Linked DNA regions of Sus scrofa: regions 1 and 3 are each linked to region 2. Evidence: chromatin contacts called from public HiChIP or PLAC-seq data. All regions are on one chromosome and are shown on one strand. Each heading gives the region's core, a stretch centred on a gene start, on an enhancer-like site or on the middle of the called end of the contact. The rest is flanking DNA. Distances are from core to core; before and after follow the strand shown.

Region 1 (3,868 bases), core at 699-3,198, 360 kb after region 2:
TCACGGGTGTGGCCTCAAGTCCCCCTGGAAAGCCTTTGTCTATTTTAGTTGATTTTTGAAAAGCAAAGTATATTCATATTTAAGGTAAAGACTTGTAGATCATAACCATGCATTTACATGGTATGAATGAATGAATGAAAAATTCCAACCCAAAGAAAGGAGTTCCCATTGTGGCTCAGTGGGTTAGAATCCCGACTAATATCCAAGAAGATAGGGTTTGATTCCTGGTCTTGCTCAGTGGGTTAAGGATCCAGCATTGCCACAGGCTGCGGGTGTAGGTCACAGAAGCAGCTCAGATCTGGCGTGGCTCTGGCTGTGGCATAAGCAGGCAGCTGCAGCTCCAATTGGACCCCTAGCCTAGGAACCTCCATGTGCCACAGGCGTGGCCCTAAAAAGAGAGGGAAAAAAAGGAAGAAGAAAGGAAAGCAGCTCTGCAAGCGAACGAGGGGCGGTGGGCTGCCCATCCGACCTACATCTAACGTCAGAGGCTGGGCAGCGAGCCTGGAATCTTGACATCAAGCTGAAGACAATCAAGTGTGTATCTGGGGCGGCTCAGCCACTGTCTCACTCAGAGTCTGTGCCCTGTGAGATGTGGATCCCATAACAGACCCAGGTCCTTCCACCCAGTGCCCATCATCCCACCCAGGAGAGCCCCTCTCCTCCGCTTCCCATAGCCTTCCATTCAGACACCCCTTCATTCATTCACTGAGCAAGAACCTTGAAAACGCTGCTGAGTGAAAGATGGTCAGGTCCACAAATTATAAGACTCCAGCCATCTGAGCGTCCAGCACAGGAAATGTATGGTGGCAGAAAGTCAGCTAAGAGTTGCTTAGGGCCGAGGGGTCGGGGAAAGGCCAGTGAGAGCTGCGGGGTAGAGGTTTCTTTTTAGTGATGACAACACCTAACATCGACTGTGGTGTTGCCTGCACAGCTCTGTAAATAAGCTAAAAACCATATGTACACTTGACTTAGGTGGATTGTATGGTATGTGAATTATGTCTCAATAAGCCAGTTTTTTAAAAAAAGTATACATTAAGCACCTCCTGTGTGCCTGGCACACTGCCTCCACTGCATACAGTCAGGGAAGAGGCAGCCATTAGACAAATAATCCCACACAGCTTTTTTTTTTGGCTGCACTCATGGCATGAGAAAGTTTCCAGGCCAGGGATTGAACCCGAGCTCTGGCAGCGATCTGAGCCACAGCAGTGACAACACCAGATCCTTAACCTGCTCAGCCACCAGGGAGCTCCCACAAACCTGTAAGCACACAACAGTGGTGCACAGAGCTAAAATGGAGCGAGCCCAAAATGGCCAGCCGGGAGGGAGATGGAGGAGGGAACAGCCATCCAGGCAGAGGAAGGGCAAGGGCGGAGGCCCTGAGGCAGTGTCTGGCCTTGGAAGGAACAGACTCTTAGGAGGCAGAAGTGTGGGGTCCCTGGCAGCAGGAGAGACAGGCAGGGCCCCTTAGGTCCTAGTCCTCGCAGTAGAAGGTTCCAGAGCAGAGGCTGAGTCTTGGGGAAGGGGGATATGATAATTTGGGAGTAGTTTCCATAAGCCCTGGGCTTTCAGTGGAAGGGACCAGAGGGAGCAGAGGTTGAGGTGGGAGGGACCTAGCTCCTCCTCCCGCATTCTCTTAAAATGTGCTTTCTCCCCGGGAGGGAGCTTCCTGTTACTGAAACAGGAAGTAAAGGCTGCTTCGCCAGCAGCCGGCGGAGAGCGGGCTGAGGACAAAGGGCCGGGAGGAAGCCGGGATCGGAAGGCGGCTGGCTCGGCTCACACCTTTCTGGCTCAGTGCACACCTGTCTGCCTCTAGTGGCCAGGACAAGACCGAGAGGAGGGCAGGGCAGCAGCTCTAACGCCCCAGATGTCCCAGCTGCTGCAGAACGAGGCTGGGGTTGCACCAGGCCGAGCTGGGGGCGGAAGGCAGCGTTCGGGGACTCCGGGCCCGTGACGTCAGTGTTGCCATGGAGACCCCCGCTGCCATCCGCACGTGTTGCAGCTTCAGGAGACCCTCGGGCTGGCGGGGACGGCTCTGCGGGGTTGAGGGAAGCTGCGAGACAGCCCTGGACCCCACCCCCACCCCCCAGGCCTATGGCTCTGCCCCCGAGGGCGGCCCGCGAGAGGGCAGGGTGCCAGTACCAGGAGGGGCTCCCTCCAACCCTCCATCCGCACCCCGAAGCCCGTCGACCAGACACATCTCCTCTCTTGCAGTCAGGGAGATGCCTTGGCGTAAAACGGCTCCGGCCTCCTCCGCGGCCCTTCCCCCAGTAGCGGCCCCCCCGCGCCCCCACACTCCTAGCGCCGTTGTTTTATCTCTAATGGCCCTTGGTTAAGGAACCTTTCCCGAGGCCTCCGAACACTGCCAGCTCCTGGGATCCTCAGCCCGGACCCAGCGAGGGGAGCTGGCCCCCTGCACAGGGATGGAGCCTGCCGGGGAAACGCGGTTCTCTTTGTCTCTAAATCTTGTTTCCCGATGGCCTTCTTTCCAATTTCTCTTTCTTTTTCTGGAGGTTCCCCGGGCCGGGGACTGAACCCAAGCCACCGCGGTGGCACGAGAGACTTCCTCCAGTTTCTTAAAGACACCTTTGGTAGCAAAATGTCCAGGCTACTTGAGAACTTAAATTTCACCTTCATTTCATGCCTCTTCCCCTTCCTGAGTCCCTACCTCCTCCTAAGTGGGGTGGGGGGGAAAGAAAGCTTGAAGGTAGATGCGGACTAAAGTGTTTTTGTCCTTGACCTTGTCTGGTCATTGTTGGCTGGCCACGGAGGTGCTGATTAAAAAAAAAAAAAAAAGCACAAAAGCACTAGCTAGAATTTGGGAGTTGTTTTATGTGAGGCCATGACTGAGGCCAAGAAGGCAGCCTCTCAGCGCTGAGGGACTGTCCTTAGGGGACATGGAGGAGCCAGGATACACAGGAGTTTTGCGGGCGGGGGGAGGAAAAGAAGCAAAAACATATAGTAGAGAGATTATAAAAGACTACTGCTAATCGCTCAAACCGGACATTGTAAATTAATGATTTTGGTGCCTTTCTATGTATGGGGAGATGCTGGAGTCTGGGCTTGATGAAATCATTCCTTTGATAGGCATCCTTAACTCTCTAGGGCCAAGTACCCTGTTTTTCTCCAGCCCCGATTCCCCTCAAGGTGCATCATTAGGAGTTCCCTTCGTGGCTCAGTGGCTAATGAACCTGACTGAGATCCATGAGGTTGTGGATTCGATCCCTGGCCTTACTCAGTGGGTTAAGGATCCAGCATTGCTGTAGGTCCCAGATGAGGCTAAGATACCGCGTTGCCCTGGCTCTGGCGTAGGCCGGCAGCTACAGCTCGGATTCAGCCCCTAGCCTGGGAACCTCCATATGCCATGGGTGTAGCCCTAAAAAAAGGGAAAAAAAAGAAAAAAAAGATGCATCATTAGCTGATGGCTTGATGGCAACTTTGTTGACTGAAATGACAGGATTTTTTTTTTTTTTTTTTTTTTTTTTTTGGTACACGCGTGTGCTCATAGCCCAAATGTGTGCTTTGGGAGGAACAGGGTGGGGGCCGCAGAAGTGAGGGTCCCCGTGTGCATTCCCCGAGGCTGCCTCCTCCTGAGGCCCATCTCCCACTGCTTCCTGCCTCGGGGTGGGGTGGGGTGGTGTCTCCCTTTTGGATGGGATGATAGTGGGAAACTGTCTCAGGATTGCTTCCTTCTTGGTGCCCTTGTGACTCCTGGAAACTCACACCTCCCTGACCTACAGTTTAGCTCTTCATTGGTCTGGGGACATTTGGGTTGTTTCCCCACCGGTATTTTTTAAAGCTTCCAGGTGATTCTGACGTAATCAGTCATGACAAATGAGGCCTCGGACCAGCGTTTCTCAATCCTGGCTGC
Region 2 (3,984 bases), core at 1,012-3,511:
GCCAGGCGCAGACCACATAGGACCAGCCGCCTGGCCGCAGCAAGAAGCTGTCTCTTAAGGTGAAGCCCCAGCAAAGAAGTTTTCTTGGACACGGTGAGCAGAGAGAGATGTGGGAGCCCTGTGTTGGGGCAAGTGGGGACAGGCCAGCCTGCCCTCTTCCTAGTGACCAGGAAAGGCCTCCTGCACAGCTGCACCTTTGGGAGTGTCCTGGTGGACCGAAGGAGCCTCTGGCCAGATGCCGAGCATGCTGCTCAAGACAAGGATCTGGAGGCGGACGTGGGGGCGCTGAACAAAGCAGGTGTTGAGTGAATTCCCCAAGAAAGAGCGGTGGAAAGAGTGGGAGAATTGGGGAGTGTGTTTGCTCTGATTACAAAAGTCATATATATTCATGGTAGAAGACCTGTTTATGTTAAAAAAAAGAAAGAAAGGAAGAAAGAAAGAAGACACCCATAGTCCCAACCAAAAGAAAACCCCTCAACTCATTCTGGTGTGGTTTTCCCCCAATTTTCAAATTTTTTCTATGCACAGTTTACATATGAGTGGTCAGTTTATAACCCACCAGTTTTTAACTTGCTTTTTTGCACTTACTGTAAGATAAAAGTATTTTCCCCAATCACTAAATTCTTCTAATGGTGCATATCATTCCACCTTTGGAACGTGGCACGGTGTAGGCTAGCCTGCTCTTGGACATTTAGCTTTTTGACTGTTGGGAACAACACCAGATTAGTGACCTTGTGTGTACAAAATAGAGTCCACCTCACCTCTCACTCTGCATTCAGGTGCTGTTATTGTCATTTTCTCTGGCTAGGTTCCCAACCATGGATTTCTGAGCCAAAGAGTAGAAAAACAAGGTTAGGAGTTCTTTGAAAGGCCAGAGGTTTGGGTTTGACTCATAAGAAACTGAGAAGCCATGCTAGAATCTGAGAGGTTCACATGGTCAGAGTGCCTGCAGGGCTGTTGAAGTAGACATTTCTCAGGAAATGGGGAAAAATGGATACCTGGGAATATAGCTTCGGTCCACACCGGAACCCTCCCTTCTTCCTTTGCTCCAGTCTTTCTTATCCTCTGTATCTTTCCACTGCATGCAGATACTTGTTCTTTTCAGGCATATACTCACTCTCTCACTCACTCATTCACCCATTCACTTACTCATTCAGTGGTGACTCTAGTTGGTGGCATATATGGTCAACAGAAACAGCAACTCCGCTGTCCTCAGGGAGTGTGTAGCATCATGACAGACACAGCACCAAGGAACAAACCAACCTAATTCACTGGAATGACGGTTAAAAAGGGAACCCCAAGGGACCCCCTCTACTGTCTTGGAAGCCAGGGGCGGCTGATATATGAGGGATGGCAGCAGGTTACCAGGTGAAATTGACAATGCAGATGAAAAGAAGGGTGTGGGCGCAGGAGAGAGCTTGGTAAAGTAAGGGTAGAAGTTCACCAGGAACCTCCGTGGGGGTGGCACTGTGGCATAGATGGTAGGCAGAAAAGGCAGAACCCCGGTTTATCCGTGCTCAGTAAGAAGTGAAATTGGCGTTAACCAAAGAGAAGTCTCCACCTGTTTCTTCAAGGATGATCAAGGACTGATAGTAATTTTGTTTAACTGTAGCTTTTTTTGAGATTGAATTCATATATCATAAGATCCGCCCATTGAAAGTATTCAGTTCAGTGGTGTTTAGTATATTGCATATTGCGTAACTCCCACCACTGTCTAATGTTAGAACGTGTTCATCACCTCAGAAAGGAGCCCTGCACCCATTAGCAGTCACCCCTCATTCTGCATCCCCCCCCCCCCCCCAGTTCTTGACCACCCCACGTTACTTTCTACCACCATGGATCTGCCTAGTCTGGACATTTCACATCAGCTGAGTCATGCAGTGTATGGGGGTTTTACCACTGGCTTCTTTCCCTCAGCATAATGTTTTCAAGGTTCATCTGGGTTGGCGTATGAATCAGTACTTCATTCCTTTTGTGGCCAAATAATGTTCCATTGTATGAACAGATCACGTTTTGTTTATCCACTCATCAGCTGGGAGACATCTGAGCTGCTTCCTCTTTTTAGCTGTCTTGAGGAACGTGCATGTTCAAGTTGTTACCGTGGACCAATGTTTTCATTTCTCGTGAGTGTCTTCCTAGGAGTGGAATTGCTGGGTCGTAGGATAAATGGGTTTAACATTTTGGGGGAGCTGCCAAACTGTTTTTCAGAGTGGCTGCACCATTTTACAGTTCCACCAGCAGCGCTGGGGAGTTTCATGTGTCCACATCCTGTTTGTCACTGTCTGCTGTTTTGATCTTAGTCCTCCTAGATGCAATGAAGTGCTGTCTCATGGTGATGTGCATTGCTGTTTCCCTAATAGCTAATGACCTAGAGCAGCTTTCCTCGTGCTTTTTGGCCATTTGTGTATTGTCTTTGGGGCAATACCTACTCAAATCCTTTGCCATCTTTATTTATTTTTTATTTTATGTTAGTGAATACTCACTAGCACTATGACTTTTATTTAGCACCATATTTTTAGGTATAGCATAATGCCCAGCACCCCGTACATTAAATCACCTTGTCAAAAGAAAAAGTGTATTGAATTTCATATGAAGCCAGTTGGGGTGCATTTACCTTACATCCATTTACTAAGCGTTAGCATTGGTGGAGCATATCGAGGAACATTTTCCAATCTGGAAGAAGGGCAGCGGGAGTCCCAGGTGGTTTCTAGACTGCGGAAGAGGGTTAACCTTGAAACTAGGGCTTTTGCTGTTTTTAAATGGGGATATTGGGGGGGTATCATTGAGTCATAAGGGTTCTTTATATATACTAATATATTATAAAACCCTCATCAAATATGTGCTTTGCAGTATTTTTTTCCCATTCTGTGGGTAGGTAGTCTTTTCATTTTCTTGATGGTGCCTTTTGAAGCACAAAAATTTTTTGTGGGTTTTTTGTTTGGTTGGTTTTTGTTTTGTTTTGTTTTTTTGGACTCTTGCCTTTTTGGGGCCGCACTCATGGCGAATGGAGGTTCCCAGGCTAGGGATTTAATCGGAGCTGTTGCTGCCAGCCTACACCAGAGCCACAGCAACTCCAGATCTAAGCTGTGTCTGCGACCTACACCACAGCTCATGATAGGCACCACTGGATCCTTAACCCCCTGAATGAGGCCAGGGATTGAACCTGCAACCTCATGGTTCCTAGTCAGATTTGTTTCCGCTGCACCCTGATGGGAACTCCTTGAAGTACAAAAGTTTTAAAATTTTAATGAAGTCCAGTTCAATCTAAGTTTTCTTTTATCTCTTCTACTTTTAATGTCCTAAGAAAACATTACTTAATCTGTGGTTCCAAAGATTTACTCCTATATTTGCTACTATGAATGTTATAATTTACCTCTTACATTTAGGTCTATGATCAATTTTGAGTTAATTTTTGTATATACCAAGAGGTTGGAGTTATACCTTTTTTTTTTTTTTTTGCACATGGATGCCCATTTGTCCCAGCGTAAAAGTCATGATTTAAGGTTGATAAAGCCTCCAGACAGAAAAAAAAAAAAAGTATCTCCTTTTCCTCCATCATTCCCAGAAGATATTCCCTTCAACCAGTGAGAAGCAGCTGTTGAGCAGCTCTCTGCTGGTCTCAGCAAGGCCTTGGTTCAGAGACAAGGAAACCAAGATGGAAGCCTCAGCCAGTAGAGATTCAGCATCTGCCCGCCCGTTCATCCCTGGGCCCTGGCAAAGTTCCCGGGGAGCCCAGCATAGGCACGCTCAGTTCAGAGTCATAGCCCCCGGTAGGACTTTCCAGGGCTTTCTTCTCTTAGGTACCTCCACTGTGTTCCAGGAGGGCTGGGCGTGACTGGTGTTCCTTGAAAGGCTAACCCATTCCAGGAGCTTGGGACCAGTGAAAGGCATGGGTCCTCTGATTGTGTCTTCAGTCTGCCACTTAGGCTGGGCAAGCAGGAGGTCTTAGCCTAGTTCAGGGTTCTTTAAATTGCCATCAGAATG
Region 3 (3,931 bases), core at 383-2,882, 300 kb after region 2:
AGTTTTCTTATCTATAAAATGGAGCGAATGACACTGCTCACATTGTCCAGTGGCTGTGACAATTTTAGAATTTGTGTGTATAAAGCCCCTTCACACAGGGGTGGTCTAGCGAGCGCCCTCCAGTGCGATAACAGTTAATGCTCTTGTGTCACTTGTCACAACCTATTTTGCAGGTAGTGGTCCCTGGATATGGTGAGCTCTGGGCACGTGGCGGCCGGTATTGTCAGAATGAGTGGCTTTGTTGGAATAAGTTGAGCCATGCCTTACCCTCCAGCCGACAGGGCAGTGCCAGGGCTAGGCTTGTGTTTCCTTTTGTGTCCCTTCCTCCACTCCCTGCTCCTCCTAGAGCCCAGGCCCCACTCAGAGTGGATGTCCTGACACCCATCCTAGAAAACCCAGGCCCCTGGAAGGATATTCATGGATTAATCCATCAGCTGAGTACTTGGACCAGCAGTAACAGTTCAGGAACTGAATTGGCTCAGCTGGGGTCTCTGTGCAGGATGCAGATGGAGGCTGAGAGGTTATGAACTGGTCTTAGGGTGATGGTCAAGACTTGAGGGCCAAATGGGCAGTTGAGAGATGACTCAAGGGCCAGTCACAGGCCTGGGTTGTATCTGAAGGCAAAGTGATGCTTGATGGTCAAAGGCTTTCACGGAAGCCATTCTGGAAGACTAAAGAGAACGTCAAAAATGCACCCCCCTGAGTGTCGGGGGCCCCCAGAAGCCCCCTGGCTTAGCGGGGATGGTGAGTTACCTGGCACGTTCAGCATCCCCAGCCTCGGCGAGTCTTGAAAGAGTGAGGCCATCAAAAGCCCCCACCTGGGAATCAGGGAAGCCAAAGAAGTCCCCCTCTTGGTCATTCTCCCTGTATGCAAGGGGCGCTCAGGGACAGCCCCCGTAGACCCCAGGGGGCAAGTTGGAGGAGATGGGCAGGGTGCCACTGACACACTGGCCCCAGCAAATCAGCGTTGCCTGAGTTACGGGAGAGGCAGTGAGCACACCGCTGGTCCTCTGTGGCGTGAGCAACAGAGGGAACTCCAAGACCTGAGGAGAGCCTGCCCAGCAGAACTTTCTGCGGTGGTGATAGTGTTCTCTTTCCGCGCCGTCTGGTGTAGCAGCCACTGGCCACATGTCTCGCAGCTGGAAGATGGCTAGTGGGACCAAAGCACTGACTTTTTAGCCATGTTTCATTTTTATTAGATTCCCTGGAAGTGGCCACTTGGGGCTCTCATGCTGAGCAGCACAGCTGGGGGACATCCCCTGGAAAGAAGTCGTCAAAGCCAGCCGGGCTCCCGCCAGGCTCCTTTTGCTCAGCGGCTCCAAGAGCTCCCTTGCAGCCTTTCCTTTAATGATGGGTGGGGGGAGCATGCGTGCTTGTGCGAGCCTCCTCGGAGGCTGCGGCAGGCGGCAGCGCGGCAGCCCCAGCACAGGGAGGCGTGCTTCCAGCACGTTCTGAGTCACACCTCTCCTGGCGAGGGGCACCTTCCCGGTGACAGCTTGTCTCCCGTGGAGAAGCCACCAGGCTCTGCTCTCCGAGGCCGGAGAACCCGGGCGTCTGTGGCCGCCTGTGCTGTGGGAGCCGTTGCTGGAGAGATGGCGGCTGTTGCCCAGGTAACGCCCCTCCCAGCCGGCCGCGCAGAGGGCGAGGGCTGCAGTGGAGTGGCTGGCTCTTCCGCATGCACGGGAGGCGGGAGGCTCTTCCTGCCAGGCGCTGTTGTTTCAGGGGCGGGTGGGGCTTAGTCACAGATACCAGCAGCCCTCCTAAGTCCTGCCTGCTCTGGATCACTCACCCTCAGGACTTGGTAGGTGCTAACAATGAGAGCTGCTCTTTAGCCAGGAGGGGGGCTAAGTGTAGCTGTCATCTGGTGGAACAGGCACAGCAAGCCTTTGATAGTGGTTGTTCTCCTCCCACGTTGCAGGCGAGGAAAGTAAGGTGCCGGGAATAGCCTGTAAGTTCCGTGAGCGCTGGGGCCTCTCTGCTTTGCTCAGCATGGGTGTCCTGAGCGCCGAAGCCCATGCTTGGCCCCCCACAGTGCAAGGTTCCGGTCATTATTGTAGGGCGATTGGCTCGATGGATAATGCGCGGGTAGGTGATGGATGGGTAGGTGGCTCGGTGGTGGGGCGGATGGATGGGAAGATGGATTAAGTGAATGGGAGGATGTGTGAATGAAGCAGAGCTGCGATGTGAACTGAAGGCTGCCGGTTGCAAAACCTGCGCTCCCACCACGAACTGCCTCTGGCTTTGCTTCAGGTCCCCCACCTGCCTGGGTTGGGATTTCTTTTTAAAACGTCTTAATTTTACGGTGAATTACATACCGTAACCCCCCCCCCCATTGTCAGCGTATGATTCGGTGGTTTTAATAAAGGTGTACAGTTGGAGAGTATTTCCATCGTCCTAAAAGGCGCCCTCATATCTGTGAGCAGTCTAATCGCTATTGCCAGCCCCCCACCCCGGGCAATAACTCTTTCACTTTCTGTCTCTATCAATTTGCCTTTTCTAGACATTTCATATAAAAGGAATCATCCGCTATGTCTTTTGCATCTGGCTTCTTCCACTTAGCAGAAGGTTTGTGAGGCTCCTCTGTCTCGTGGCATGCAGGAGTAGTTCCATCCTTTTTACTGCCAAATACTATTCCATTGTCTGGATATACCATGTCCTGCTTACCCATTCATCAGTTGATGGACATCTGGGTTGTTTCCAGTCTGGTGCTGCTGTGAATAATGCTTCCGTGGCCACTGGTGTGCGTGTCTTTATGTAGAATCTGTTTTTATTTCTCTTGAATAGATTTCCAAGAACAGAATTGCTGGGTCATATGGTAAATTTGTTGAACGTTTTAAGAGACTGTCAGACTGTTTCCCGACGGTGCTGTCCTGATTCTTGGTCCCGGCTGCAGTGCACGGGGATCCCAGCTTCTCCACAACCTTGGCGACCCTTGGTGACATCCTTTCTTTTGGTGACAGCCAGCCTGGCGGGGTGGAGCCATGTCTCTTAATGGTCTGAGCCTGCGTCTCCCTGACGGCTCGTTATCCTGACCTGCGTTGTGCTCTCACTTCTTGGCTGGGCTTGACCTTTTCAGCCGTGGGTTGGTGACCTTTTTCTTTAAAGGCTCAGATCACAAATGTTGGGGGCTGTCTGGCCCACATTCAATTCTGTCACATATTCTTTGTTCAAATGGATCCGGCAGCCCATCCACGCCAGACATGGCAAGAGGCTACCCACCCCTCCCAGTGAAGCGGGCTCCGCAGAAGGTCCACACTGCACAGCCAGGGGCTGGGCTCCTGGGAGTCGGGGTTCTCGAGGCGCGTCCCCATCCTGGCCCCACCGTGATTCATCACCACATGAGCTCATCAGAGTTCCTGGGATGAAATGTGTAATTTGTCACCCACGGCAGAGAACCTGGGCCCCCACGGTCCTGGCAGGCCTCTCTCTGCCCTGTGGCTGCCCTGTGCCAGGGCTCAGAGCCTTTTCTGGTGATCAGCCACCTTCCTGTCACCTCTCAAACAAACTGGTCCTGCTGTACAGCACAGAGAACTCTATCCAATCACTTGTGATAGAACATGATGGCAGATAATATAAGAAAAAGAACGTGTACATGTGTGTGACTGGGGCACTTTGCAGTATAGCAGGAATGGACAGAACTTTGTAAATCAACTATAATAAATTTTTTTTCAAATTAACAAACCATCTGCCCTCAGGTCTCTGCCTGAGGGTCTGCTCCTGGGGCAGGTCCCCCCCAGGGTTGCTGTGAGGATGGACGGAGATGCTGCCCCAAAGCGCTCGGCATGGTGCCTGGTACGGTGTAGTACATGCTCATTAAACATGACCCCTTGTCCGCCGCTGGGAGCTTCTGGATTTGAGTGTAGCTTCTGTGACCACTCTCCCGGGGATCCCTCCTAAGCCAGGGCTCAGGTGCTCGTGGGAAGGCTTTGTC

What was found. HiChIP or PLAC-seq counts read pairs in DNA pulled down with a chosen protein or histone mark.
Region 1: an H3K27ac HiChIP or PLAC-seq map of alveolar macrophages shows a contact between it and region 2. The contact joins two enhancer-like sites. A contact is called at or near these places in 3 of 5 promoter capture datasets (fetal skeletal muscle and liver), 1 of 47 Hi-C or Micro-C datasets (fibroblasts) and 1 of 2 datasets of contacts at active chromatin or transcription factors (alveolar macrophages).
Region 3: a contact with region 2 is called in an H3K27ac HiChIP or PLAC-seq map of alveolar macrophages. The contact joins two enhancer-like sites. A contact is called at or near these places in 1 of 5 promoter capture datasets (fetal liver) and 1 of 2 datasets of contacts at active chromatin or transcription factors (alveolar macrophages).

The regions. Positions count from the first base shown.
Region 1 is chr6:6,641,586-6,645,453 of Sscrofa11.1, reverse strand. No RefSeq gene overlaps it. Among named protein-coding and RNA genes, the nearest start is that of PLCG2, 40 kb to the right of the region's middle. Within about 2 kb of position 1,948, at least 52 of the 83 cell types and tissues checked have an H3K27ac peak or open chromatin away from gene starts, as enhancers often do. A contact at or near this core is called in alveolar macrophages, where this site is marked.
Region 2 is chr6:7,005,113-7,009,096 of Sscrofa11.1, reverse strand. It overlaps a transcript of BCO1 not described here. Among named protein-coding and RNA genes, the nearest start is that of GAN, 17 kb to the right of the region's middle. Within about 2 kb of position 2,261, at least 14 of the 83 cell types and tissues checked have an H3K27ac peak or open chromatin away from gene starts, as enhancers often do. A contact at or near this core is called in alveolar macrophages, where this site is marked.
Region 3 is chr6:6,703,477-6,707,407 of Sscrofa11.1, reverse strand. All of the region lies in intron 3 of CMIP (C-Maf-inducing protein), which reads left to right. Among named protein-coding and RNA genes, the nearest start is that of PLCG2, 100 kb to the right of the region's middle. Within about 2 kb of position 1,632, at least 38 of the 83 cell types and tissues checked have an H3K27ac peak or open chromatin away from gene starts, as enhancers often do. A contact at or near this core is called in alveolar macrophages, where this site is marked.